Linked DNA regions of Mus musculus: regions 2, 3 and 4 are each linked to region 1. The links are chromatin contacts, called in public Hi-C and promoter capture Hi-C maps. All regions are on one chromosome and are shown on one strand. Each heading gives the region's core, a stretch centred on a gene start, on an enhancer-like site or on the middle of the called end of the contact. The rest is flanking DNA. Distances are from core to core; before and after follow the strand shown.

Evidence for each region. Promoter capture Hi-C pulls out the DNA fragments that hold promoters and counts their contacts. Hi-C and Micro-C count contacts between places; a contact is called where the count stands out from the background.
Region 2: a Hi-C map of CD8 T cells shows a contact between it and region 1, with 8 times the contacts expected there. The contact joins the promoter of Nmd3 here to the promoter of Tiparp in region 1.
Region 3: a promoter capture Hi-C map of pre-B cells shows a contact between it and region 1, with 4 times the contacts expected there. The contact joins the promoter of Ppm1l here to the promoter of Tiparp in region 1. A contact is called at or near these places in 1 of 39 promoter capture datasets (pre-B cells) and 1 of 484 Hi-C or Micro-C datasets (CD4 T cells).
Region 4: a contact with region 1 is called in a promoter capture Hi-C map of pre-B cells. The contact joins the promoter of Smc4 here to the promoter of Tiparp in region 1. A contact is called at or near these places in 1 of 39 promoter capture datasets (pre-B cells) and 1 of 484 Hi-C or Micro-C datasets (embryonic stem cells).

What each region holds. Positions count from the first base shown.
Region 1 is chr3:65,527,012-65,530,162 of GRCm38.p6, forward strand. Tiparp (TCDD-inducible poly(ADP-ribose) polymerase) reads left to right here and starts at 1,436. Exons shown (of 6, transcript NM_178892.5): 1 at 1,436-1,621. It overlaps 4931440P22Rik (RIKEN cDNA 4931440P22 gene), which reads right to left and starts at 2,403. Exons shown (of 2, transcript NR_027955.1): 1 at 2,226-2,403; 2 at 472-2,154.
Region 2 is chr3:69,720,437-69,723,587 of GRCm38.p6, forward strand. Nmd3 (NMD3 ribosome export adaptor) reads left to right here and starts at 1,619. Exons shown (of 16, transcript NM_133787.2): 1 at 1,619-1,686; 2 at 1,973-2,030. The coding sequence starts at 1,987.
Region 3 is chr3:69,315,485-69,318,635 of GRCm38.p6, forward strand. It overlaps Ppm1l (protein phosphatase 1 (formerly 2C)-like), which reads left to right and starts at 1,434. Exons shown (of 4, transcript NM_178726.3): 1 at 1,434-2,481. The coding sequence starts at 2,083.
Region 4 is chr3:69,003,222-69,006,372 of GRCm38.p6, forward strand. Smc4 (structural maintenance of chromosomes 4) reads left to right here and starts at 1,517. Exons shown (of 24, transcript NM_133786.4): 1 at 1,517-1,869; 2 at 2,855-2,992. The coding sequence starts at 2,860. Ift80 (intraflagellar transport 80) reads right to left here and starts at 1,349. Exons shown (of 20, transcript NM_026641.2): 1 at 1,211-1,349.

The sequences.
Region 1 (3,151 bases), core at 186-2,685:
AAAGTAGCACGAAAGCAAATTGAACAAACAAAATAGATGAGAGAAAAAAATACGTAGTAAAATGATAGATTTAACCCCAAATATAGTATGTTCAACCGGAGACATGAGGGCTGCATGTGTGTGTCCCAGGATTAAGTTTGGATGCAACCCAACATAAAACCATAAATTTACTTAAAACATTGTTTTTGCAAATATTTTTGGTAATCATTAAGTTAGTAGGTAAAGTTGGGACAGTTTTAAAACGTTGGAAATACTGCAATCTTATTATAGTTTTTTAAAAATAGTTTAATTTTGCTTATATACTAGTCTTTGAATTCTGTCCCAACCTTTCCACTTTAGTCTGAGGGCCTTTACTTGATGCAATTTGAAACAACACTGCTGGGTGATCATTAATCTGGGTTAGCAGTGCCATAAAACTTGGGAACCACAGCCTCTGCTTAGCCTGTTTTTCCAGGATCCCCTTTTTTTTTTTTTTGAATAAGTACGATCTTTTAATTTTTTTTCTTAAATTCGGATTATACAAATTTAATGTTTATTTCCAACTAAAAAAACAACAACAACAAAAAGCTATTGAATACATGAAGTTACAATCCAGATGCCAGTTTCATGTATATTTTTGAGGTTAACTCTCGGTTCCCTAAGTCTCTATGAGTGCAGGGCGTGGGGTCTGGGTGATGAAGGTCGTAGTTCTAAACCTAGTACACGCTCGGCGCGGAAGAGGCGCTCTGACTTGTTAAATGAATTAGTCACTACGTGATCCGTGGGCTGCAAAACACGCGCATAGGCATCTCTATTGTCAAAACCCTAACATTGGCTTCCCCTAGCGGAGGCTGTCCGGGAACAGGCGGCGGGGCGGGCTCAGCCTTCCCGCCCGTACGGCGCGGGGCCGGCGACCCCGTCTGGAGGCAGCGGCGGAGGCGGCCACTCGCTTCCCCCTCGGGATCTGGAGGCGTCTTGAAAGGAGGCAGATAAACAAAGGCAACCGCACCGAAACCGGCCGTTCCGTCTCACAGCCTCTCTCACATCGCGTGCCCGGGTGTCCGCGGAACACGGTGACCCTGCATCTGTCCGCAGGCAGGTGGAGTCCGCCCCACGCGGCGCGCGCCTCCTCTCCTCGCAGGCTCACGGGGGGTGGGAGGTAGCCTCCCCGGCCTCGCGAACCGTCAGAGCCTCGGGGACCCTCGGCCGCTCGCGAGCGGACACTCCCCTCCCTCCTCCTCCTCCTCCCCGGAGCGCCGAGCCGCCGCGCGCCCCTCCGTCCGGAGCACGCGCACGGGAGGCGGGGCCCCAGCTTCCCGGCACTCACTGATCGCCCGGCCCCCTCACCCCACCCCACCCCCTCTCGGCCCCGAAGCTCCTCCCTCCCCGAAGACGAGCCGGCCCGGGGGAGGAGACCGGAAGCCACTTAAAGCAGAGCTGGAGCTGACAGGCGAGCGAGCTGGAGCCTCGAGAGCAGTTGCGGCTTTCAGCGCTCAGGTCCGCGGAATGGCCCGCGCGCCGCTCGCCGCGTCGGCCGCCCACGACCCCTAGACACCGGCCCTCGTCCTCGGCTCGGACCGCTGGCGCAGAGGCGGCCCTCCACGCCGCGCCTGGGCTGCGTTCGAAGGGCGGCTTGCCTGAGGTAAAAGGGGCTGGGGGGTGGGCAGCGAGCGGCGGAGGGACCCCCAGCGGGATGGCGGGCGCCAGCCTCGCCGCCCCGAGTCCCCGTCGGGACAGCGGCGGATCCCTAGACTGCCCGGGAGAGCTGAATGCGCTCGCGTCCGTCGGTGGCGGGGTGGGATCGGGTTCAGCGCCGGGAGCTGGGCAGGTGGATAGATGGACTGGCGCCGCAGGGCTTGCGGGGCCGCCCGCGACTCCTCTCGGGGGGTTGCAGCCGGGGCAGCCCCTGCGGGAGGGCTCGGCGCTGCGGGAGCGTTCCGGCCGGCGCGCGTTCCGGGCTGCAGCCCAGAAGTTTGCAGGCTGTGTTCGAGTTAACTTTGAGTGCCGCACCGGTTCCCCTTCCTTTTCCCCGCCACCCGGAGTGTCCGCTGCGGCTCGGCCCTGCAAGCTCCGGGACTCGCCAGCCGGTCCTCGGGAAGGAGGCAGGGCCGGGGTGGGGGGGAATTCATTGTGGACTCGCCTTGAGTGGCTTCGGGGAGGCGGGGAGGTCGGGTCCTGAGGAAGGTGGGCCGGGAGTGAGGGGGCGCCCGGGTCCCTGAGGACAAGGTGAGGGCGGGGATGCTCACCCTCTCGGCGAAGTGCGGAGCCCGGTGGAACGGGCGCGGCGGGAGGTCGTGGCTGCGCGGAGCGCGGCCGGCAGGAGGCGTCGCTCGGACCCGGGCGTCTCACTCCTTGGCTGTTTGGAGCCGGCGGTTTCCATGGAAGGTGTGACCAGCTCGTGGTGCCAGACGACCGGGGCGTCACGAGGTGAAGGGTGGCGCGATTGGGTTGCCCGCTGCGGGCGACCGGAGGAAACGACCTTCCAATCTTTTTATTTTTCTGTTATGCAAACTAATTGAGGAACTGGTGGCTTCCGCACTCCACTCCTCTGCTTCCTAGTTGAGTTTCCGAGTTTGGTGGAGGGGCAGTAAGAGGAAAAGTTGTGTGCGTGCGAGTGTGTGTGTGCGTGCGTGCGTGCGTGCATGTGCGTGTGCAGAAGTATAAATAAAATCGCTTTAGTATTTTGCCTGGATTGGTGTGATAGGAGGGGATAGTGTGCGTGCGTAGGGGAAGGCACAGGCGGGTTAGATACGGAGAGGGAATACCACAATCTGTGCCAACTGAGCCTTGAGGCAAGAGCACCGAATGATGAATAATAACGCCTGGCTTGGCTGCTTTCCAGTTATTTATGTCTCATGTCAGATCCCTCCTTCGTGAGGCTTTCTCTAACAATGCCAGCTCATACTGAACTCAAATATTTATTTATTTAAAATAAATAAATCTCTTTTGTACTTAGACTAGCACTTTGTTCCATGCCTTGTGTTTTTCTGAGTTTTGATTATTCAGCACTTTTGTATACATAGACTTATAAATCCCTCCTAGATCTTTATATTCGTTTTTTAAAGCACGAAGTCTTACCATTTTGGGTTTTGACCTTCAACCAAGAACAAAGCATCTAATGTGTGCCTTTTCTAAAGTAATTCAGCCACAAAATACAGACATCCTCAGTGGT
Region 2 (3,151 bases), core at 369-2,868, 4.2 Mb after region 1:
CCTCTACTGTCATAGGGTCCTGGAGTCCAATTAGAGTCATTAGCCTAAATTGGAATAGTGTGATCCTCTAGATATGCCACTTGGCTAAAGGCAGGCTTAGTAAGAAAAATTCTTTGCCTCATTTACCTGAATAGTGCCGACGGTTAATATGAGTGCAGGAGCCCACAGAAGATAGAGGCATCCCCCTGGAGTTGAAGTTATAAGCCATTCAAAGATGATAATACGGATGCTGGGTACTGAACTCTAGTGTTTTGCAAGAATAATAGTATGGACTACTGAGCCATCTCTTCAGACCACTTTCCCCTCTTTATGCAGGTGCTGGGTATCCAACTCAGATCCTCGAGCCTGCATGGCAAGCACCTTACTGACTCAGCCATCTCCCCAGCCTCCAACGCTAAGGCTTCTATTGGAGTTCTTAGGACTCTCATGTATAGAATCATAGCATCTGCAAATAAGAATATTTTGGTTTCTCCCTTTCTTATTTGTATTCCCTTTATTATTTCCCTTGTCTTACAGCCCTAGCTAAAAACTTCCAACACTCTATTAAAAGTGGAGAACATAAACACCCTTGTCTGTTTTAGTAGAAATTAGGCATATCTTTAAAAAACAAGTAACTAAAGTTTATACTGTAGTTACATTTCCATGTTCATTATAAATGTCTTATAAAACACAGATGATTGTGTGGAGCTGGAAAGGTGGTGGCTCAGCAGTTAAGAACATCTGCTACTCTCTCCCAGGACCAGAAGAGCTTGGTTCTCAGCCTCTGTGTTGGGCAGTTTCAAACCACCTGTAACTCCAGCTCCGGGGCGTCTGACACCTCTTCGGACCTTAGAAATGCTAGGGTCTTCCTTTTGACATCAGTTTCGGTTACAGTTGCGGATTTACCTGTTTTCATCTATTTTGTGGATCCACTTCTGAGAAAAATATGTTTCAGATGATTTCTTTAAGAATAATACTTTTCTTTAATGAAAAACATTTTATATTTTCTGCTTACTATTAAAAGTACAGTGTTTGCAATATAATAGAGAGTTTTCAGTTTTTCTTTCTTTTCTTTTTCTTTTTGCATCAACTGTTTAGTAAACAGCGATTCGATACTCTTAAGTTGTCCATGGTGATATTTACAGTGGCCATGTTTCTTTAGAAAGATCCATGTATTTTATGTATTTGAGTGTTTGGCCCGCATGAATATATATGCACCAAGTTTGTGGTTGGTGGCCTCAGAGTTAAGAGGGCGGCAGATCCTCTCCAAATGGAACTCTAGACGTCAGTGAGCCCACCCTGTGAGTGCTGGGAATTGAACCCAGGTCCTTTGTAAGAACAACTGCTTTTAACTGCTGAGCCCTCTCCCCAGGAGCTGAGAAGTGCATTTTAAAGATACGGGGGCGGGTGGAACGGTGAGCCTATCACAGACACCAAACTGTTGTAATCACTGTCCCGAGCCTGCTCAGCTCGCCCGGTCTCCCGTATCCCCACCCACTCACTCCATAGGCCCCGCCCCTTGCTACACGTGTATTCTTTGACCCCGCCCACCCGTCCCCTTCTCCCGCACCCTTCAGCACGCGGGATTTCCGGTTCTCCTATCGCGAGATCTTCGTAGGTGTGTAGCGCGGCTGAGGTAGCCGGTAGTGCGTCCTGGCCGGCGGGTTGCCCGCTGTGGGTGTATTTCGCCCTGTCACGGAGCTGCTGGTAGGTTCTGGGTGGGAGACCCGGCTCCTGCGCCAACAGCGGCCAGACGAGGGAGCGAGCCGGGCCCTGTACCCGGGCTGCGAGCGGCCCGCACGGGCGCCGGGGCGTGGGTGTGGGGCCGAGGCCGGCCGCATGCGGAGCCGCGGCGCGGAGGAGGGCGGAAGGGCCGTGCTGGGCGGCGGCTCGCGACCCCCGGGCTTGTGTGCCGCACGCATGGCTGTCCCCGAACTCAGGAGACTCGACCTGATGGATCCAAGTCTCACCGGTCCTTCCCTCCCCTTGATAGGTCGCGCGCGAACCATGGAGTACATGGCAGAGTCCATTGAGCACAGCCCGGGACACATGTGAGTTGCGAGCCCGCCCTGATCGATCCCTTGGCGTCTGCAGATCGTAAAATACCGAGAAAACGGTTAACGCTAGCAGGAGAGGTCCTTTTCTCGGTGGGAGAAAACGGTTGGGTCTTGATCGCATAGGAAGTCTACCCCATTTTAAGTCCGGTGTAGAAAAAAATGAGTGCTTTGAGAAGACGTCCTCCTAGAGGGGCACGAGTGGACGTGTACGGTTGTCACCCGGCTCCTCTGTCGTGCTAGCCACATGGTATGCGGTGCTCACGTGCAGCTAGTGGCCACCACTGGAAGATTATCTTAGTTTTCTTTGGGCAGCCGTGGGCCACGGTGGCGGAGGTTCACAGACTTTTTCTGCTGTTTCGTTGAAATCTTACTTTCGATGGAGCCAGTCCTGTTAGATTGGCCCTGGAATTCACTCTGTAGCCACGGCTGACCTTGAGAGCCTTGTCCCTTCAGCCTTAGCCTCCCAAGTGCTGCGATTATGTCAGGCCTGCTTCACAAAATTTTTCTGCCTCCAGTACACTATAGAGTTATACTCCTGTAGCTTAGAGCATCGGTAGGCATAGGTGCTCTTCTTGTCCTGTATTTTTGTCTATTTCTCCTTTTAAAAATTACTTTGTAACATAAAATACAGGGTTTCATTATATTTTCATGTATATAGGAGGGTCCGCATATTTAACATTGTACAGCGTTCATATTTACCCTACCATTGATCTTCCTTAACCCTCCTACCCCCTCACAGGTCCCTTTCCTTTCCTTAATAATCTCCTTTCTGTTTTCATGGAATACGTACATTTTCCTTTACTGTTCATTGTGGGTCCCTGTAAAGGGGGCCTGTTCGCATCTACGCATTGTAGATGCTCAGAACAAAGGGGGCACCCACTAGCCGAGTCAGATGCAAGAGAAACGAGAAACGGATCTTACATATATTGTTTGTTTCTCTTTGTTGTTTATTTTTGCTTTTGAGACAGTCTTACCATGTTAAGTCCTGCTTACCAGGAACTCATAGAGAGATCTGTCTGCCTCTGCCTCTGCCTCGCAAGTGCTGGGTAAAGGTCTGCACCATCACACTTGGCTGTCTTTTGTTTATATTGTTGAATTTATGTGCACATTAGTGT
Region 3 (3,151 bases), core at 184-2,683, 3.8 Mb after region 1:
TTTATTATCTGATTTTGGAACCTCTTGAATGTTGAATGAAATGACCCATTTTCATATTTTCTCGATCAGGTGGACAATATCGAAAACTATGGCCATAATCATAATTAAAGACATATCCTAGTTTTCAAAAATATACTCTTAACAGTTGCTTATATTCCTTTCCCATCATTCCTACTTATGTTTATATTGTTGGGGTCATATTATTTAAATACTTAAGCATGTTTCTTCTGTTGTTGTTGTTAGGGAAGTCCAGGTTTTTGTAGAAACTTTAGCAGTTACGGAGAATAGACAAAAATCTGGACAAAATGTAAATTGTTTAAAGTTACTTTAGTTGCCAACTGTGAACATTTTGTTATATTTTATTGCAGTAATTATATTTTATATCTTAAGACGGAACTGGGATCAAAAGAAGGCAGAAGTGTTTGGGGGAACACTGGCTGGGAGACTATCAGGATGCCTGACCGTCAGTCCGGTGGGTCAGCACCGTCCTTCGTGGACAGAGGTAGAGAGAAAGAGAAGTTCCTTTTAAAGATTACTTGCTTCATATTCTAGGCGACCAGTCCTTGCCCCAACTTCAAGTTATCCTGCTGAGGTCCACCTTTGCCTACTCAAACTCCTGCCCTCATCTTCGGCAAGGACTGAAGGTGGTTGTCACTTTCAAGGCTCCAGAGGATTTCTAACTTGAACCATAGGCAGAGTAGCTCGCTGAGGGACACTCCAAGCATGTTCCTTATGGATGAGTGGCCACCAGCACAGTCCCAGTCTTCAGAGGCCGGCCCTTCCTGGTCCTCCGGCGTTTGCCATTACACGTCAAGCCTCCGGTTCTGAGATCCCCGGTTCTGCCTTCAGAGAGACATAGCTCTTGCGGTCCGAGTCCAAGTCCTGCCTCTTGGGAGATCCCGGCGGGTCTCTGTGGCAGCTGCCTCGGGTGGCCAAAGTAATCACTCACTTTCGATTTTTGAGACAGGAGAAATGTGTCCCATCTCGCTAGCCCTACGAAAAGTCTGGCGTGGACCGTACCATTGTGTAGCGTGCCGGAGGGGGGGAGGGCTCAGGTACAGCTCCCGGCTCCCCAGCGAGCAGCCGTGCCGCCCAAGAAACCGACGTTCAGTGACCTCACGTCACTATCACATTGTCCCTGGGAGCCGGCCTCCAAGGCAGAATCGACAATCGGCTAGAGCTGGGCGGCTGGATTTGCCGCTCACCCCCCGCGGCTCTCCCCCGACCCGCCTGCTGCCCACGTGCGTCCGCCCCGGCGAGCTCCTTCGGGCCCCCAGCCGGGTGACAGTGTTACGCATCTGGAAGCGCCACTCCCGGGGCGGGGCGGGGCGGGGCGAGCGTGTGCGGGGAGGGGAGGGGCGAGCGCGAGCGGAGCCGGGAGCAGCCGAGCGGAGTCGAGCCGAGCCGAGCCGAGCCGAGCTGAGAGGTGCTGGGGAGAGGCAGGCAGAGCCTGCCGGCGGCTCCGCACCCATCGTGCTGCGTTTCCCAGCTCGGTGTCCCCCTGCCTTTGCCCAGGCACCGGCAAAACTTTTATTGTTTCGGGGACCCCCCCTGGATGTGTGACGAAATCGCAACGCTCCGCTGTCTCGTCCCCCAAGCTCGCCTGCAGCGGCGATCGAGGGAACGTGCAACCCTCGCCGCCGGGCTCTTGCGCCCTGCGCTTCCTCACCTGCCGATCGCTCCCGGGAACCGCGAGGGGGGACCCCTAAAGGGACCGCGCGGGCATCGGCACCCCGAAATCCTCTTCACCGTTGCGGACCGGCTCGGCGCAACTTTAACTTGATTCCTGTCGCCCACCCGGGGCACCCGCGGCGGCCGCCGCCGCCGCCGTCGCTGCGGTCTCACAAAGAGCGCGGGGAGGGAAGGCGGCGCAGGCGGCAGGCACGGGCCTTCGGGCTGCCCAGACAAAAGGGAAACTGCCATCGTTCTGGACGACTGTTCCGAGCGGCCGTGGGTTCGTTCACCCTGTCGGCCCGGGCTGCCTCTCCGCCTTGGTCCCCGCGGGCAGTGCCCGCAGTACTCGGACCCCGCGAGTTGCGGGGCACGCGTCGCTGCTGCTGGTCCGGGCTCTAGGGATAATAAATGATAGAGGATACAATGACTTTGCTGTCTCTGCTGGGTCGCATCATGCGCTACTTCTTACTGAGACCCGAGACGCTTTTCCTGCTGTGCATCAGCTTGGCTCTCTGGAGTTACTTCTTCCACACGGACGAAGTGAAGACCATCGTTAAGTCTAGCCGGGACGCGGTGAAGATGGTGAAGGGCAAGGTGGCCGAGATTATGCAGAACGATCGTCTTGGAGGACTTGATGTGCTGGAGGCCGAGTTTTCCAAGACCTGGGAATTCAAGAGCCATAATGTGGCGGTGTACTCCATCCAGGGCCGGAGAGACCACATGGAAGATCGCTTCGAAGTTCTCACCGATCTAGCCAACAAGACGCACCCGTCCATCTTCGGAATCTTTGATGGGCACGGCGGCGAGGTAGGAGTTCTCTGGGTCTATGTGTGTGTAAATAACCGGGCGTCTCGTGCTTGGCGGGGTCGGATCGGGGTGAGAGGGGCGTGGTAATGACCTGGTGATGACAAGGTGAGTCAAGTTCCCAAGACCCTGCCAAGGAGATCTTGGGTATGAGAGCGTTCACTTTAGCTGAGAGACACGAGAGACACTGGATATTCCGTGCCATTTTAATATAAAGTTCCCAAGGTCAGAAGCCAGTTAATAACTGCTAGTTTTCTGGGAAGAATGAATAGTATATGCAGTGAACTTTGTCACCAGGCCTCAGTGTCCCGGTTCTAGAGTTTGAGGCAGTTAAGGAACGTCGTGTCTTTCGTGTACCCCTAAAAGAAGAAGCCTGCACCAGTTGGATAGACTGGGTGAAGGTGAAGGAAGCTCCGACTTCTATTCGCTTCGCGCTAGGGAAGGACTCCCAGCTGCAACGCTTCGCTTCTTCCCAACTCTGCCAACTTTGCTAGAGCCATAGGACGTGGGACAGGGTGCCTCGCTGGTGGTGGGTTTTGGCTGCCTGGCCTTTGCAGAGGTGGCAGTGCGCTCAGAGCCGGCGTTAGGCACACCTGACCTCTATGCAGTGGCCAGCTTGGGGATGCTGATGTCCTCTTCTTTCTATAAGCCTTTGCTTGGGGTTGATCTGGGA
Region 4 (3,151 bases), core at 267-2,766, 3.5 Mb after region 1:
TACCCCCCCCAAAAAATATTCATTGAGCTTCATGGTGACATTTATTTTATGAAGACAATTTATTTTCAACTAGAAATATAAAGGTACATTATTATATTAGCAAACGTTTATTCAAACCACACCAATCTCCAAACTCCTCCAGACTCCCACACTTGTAGTCCTCTCCAGCACTTCCTGAGAATCACTGAATCTAAGTGTTAGGCATCTCAAAGCCATAATATATTTTAGAACAATGTAAATTCATTCATTAAAGGTTGGTGGGCTGGAGAGATGGCTCAGTAGTGGTTAAGAGCACTGACTGCTCTTCTCTGAAGGTCCTGAGTTCAAATCCCAGCAACCACATGGTAGCTCACAACCATCTGTAATGAGATCTGACACCCTTTTCTGGTGCACCTGAAGACAGCTATAGTATACTTAGATTATAATAATAAATAAATCTTTTTTTTTAAAAAAAAAAGGTTTATTGGTGCTCTAAAATGCCAAACCCTAAATAGGTTGAGGAAAAAAAAAGAGAAAGGCTAACAGCTCTCAATTTAAAAGTTGCTGTATAAATACTTACTGGGGGCAGCGAAATTAATCAGCGGTTCTTTAACATTGGGGAGGATGAGTGATACAGACCGTTTTTCAAAATTATAGGGTCACTAAACATTCAGGAAAACAATGCCAAAACACACAAAACTTGGTATACAATTTTCGGAGAGTCAGAAACTCTGTCCCAACCATCATTATCCTCAAACTCAGGTTAAAAGCCCATTAAGGAAACTAAACCGCTCGGGATTAGGAATTGCCGCATCCATTTAACAACCCTTGCTATTCCTTTCACTGTGTAACAAAGACAAATGCTACTTATGAACTAATTCCCCCATAACGGTAACTAGTTATCACCAGCGAATCCTTTCTCCCACTAGGAGCCCTGCTGGCCAAATGGTTATTTAAACTCAACACCTTTCAGTAGTGTCACTTACACAAAATAGTTCAAAAATCATTGTTATTCATAAATGGACTACAAGGTTAACTCAATAATCCCGGTTTCCTCGCTTTACCTGTAAACTCCACATCCCAAGATCAACACCCTGGTGGCTGGAAGAAGATGGAAAATAACTGATGCTCCCGCAAAGCTCATCCCATCTAACCAAGAGAAGCTAGGTCTTAATGACCGCTACCGCTTCCAAGCCCTTTCTTCAAAGGCTCTGGAGATGAAGAAATTTACCTCAAGTTCCAGGAAAGCGGTGGCGACTGCTCTCAGAGCTCGAACTAGTTACCAAATAGCCTCCCGACCTTTCCGTCACCATAGTGATTTCTAAGCGCTGCGAGCGTTTCCCCCTGCCATGTTCCCGCGATACTTGCTAGGTGCCAGTCACCCGAGCGGGCTCTTGACCCCGCCCCTAACCGAGCCCGCCCTCTCCCTGGAAGGTGTTATTGGGCAACTTGGACCCGCCTACAATTGTAGGCGGGACCCTGCTTGTTTTGTTTTGTTTTTTTTCCTTCTTTTTCAAATTCCTCCAGTTTTTCAAATGCTGTCGTTCTAGAAGTGCGAAACTCTCATTTCTGTTAAAGTCCACAGAAAGGACGTAGCCCTGCTTGCTCTCCCTTCCCAGTCGTAACTTGGCCCTCGGCGCCACGGTCCCTGGGGTAGAGCCCGCGCATGCGCCCGAACGGCCCGAAGATGGCGGTGGGACTCGCCGCACTTTTTTTCAAATTCGCGGGTCCCAGAAACCCTTGCGCGCGTTTGTAACGAATTTCCGTTCGAGTTTGGATTTTAGGCGCCATTTTCGAGTGAAGGACCCGGAGCCGAGACACCGGGAGGAGCGAGGCGGGGGGTCGGCCGTGCCACCATTTCAGCCCGGCTCGGAGTGGACCCGCCGACAGGTGAAGTCCTTCTCTTCTAGATCAGGTTGTCACACTTTCTCCTCCCTGCCCCGCGGGCGCCCGCAACCCCAAGGCCTGGAGCTGGAGCGGCGGAGGCGGCTCGGCGAGCTCCCGTGCCTGTCACCCCTCCCCCTCGGCGGCCGGGCGGCGGCTCCGGCGCCTCTTCCTGGGGGAGGCAGCGAGCCTGGCTCGGCCAGAGCGTCCCCTCCCCCAGGCCGATCCGTCCTGTCTCCTAAGGGGACTGCAGCCCCACTCAGAGCCTCTCCTGGGCACTTGGCATGGCTTACACTGTCGTCCATCGGGACTCCGCCCCGGACCCGGGAGGGTTAGACCCCCTACTATCCCGGAAAGTGACCCAACCCAAGCAGACGCTGCCAGAGTCCAGTTCAGCAGTGTGTGGCGGGTGACTCCGGCTTCGGCCATCCTCTCCGCTGGGGCGATGAGGAAAAGAGACCTGGACTTCTCCGAGGGCCGTCCGGGCGTCAGGACCTAAATGGCGGGGAGAAGGGAGGGGGTTGACAAGTCGCCCGGGCAGGCAGGCGCTGCTGCTCTGGAGAGTAGCCACGCAGCCCCGAAGCTGGACGAACTTGTCTCTCTCTCTCTCTCCCACTCTGTACCTCTCTCCCTCCCTCCCCGATTCCGAGCACATTCACTCCCCAGCCCCGACGGGAGGAGACTTGTCAGCAGACGTCCTTCTCTTATGAGATGGTTCCACAGGGGCGGGGGTGGCCTGAGCGAATTCCTCCGTCCTGGGCGCGATGGCAGGCGCGGCTATGTTTCCCCACGTAGCTGGGGCGTGGGAAAACCCGTCCCGCCCGGTTGCCACTGCTGGGTTCCTAGTAGCCACTTTCCTAGGGACCCGCTACTGGCTAGCGGCGTTGGGGAACGCGGTGGCGGGGTGGGTCCTGGGCGGAGCCCGTCCTGCTGCTGCGGGGCCTGAGCGGCGAGCTGCGGGCCGACCTGACTCGGGACTCTTCTGCCGCAGCCACCATGCGGCGTAAGGGCACCAAGCCCTCCACTGCCTGCCACCAGGAGGAAGGGCCGCCGCCCTCCCAGGACGGTGCCCACAGCGACGAAGAGATGGAGCAACCGGCCGGCGAAGCGGAGAGCGCTGCACCCGCAAGTGAGTGACAGGTCGGGATCCCCGTGCGTCGGAAGCCTGTGGAGACCCTCTGAGGGTGGCGGGGCGCAGGCGACGACAGGTTGATTTGGGAAGCTCCGGAAAGCCGTTCTTTGGTTTTCAGAGGAATTCCATGCAGTTTGCTCTAACGGTTCTGGAAGA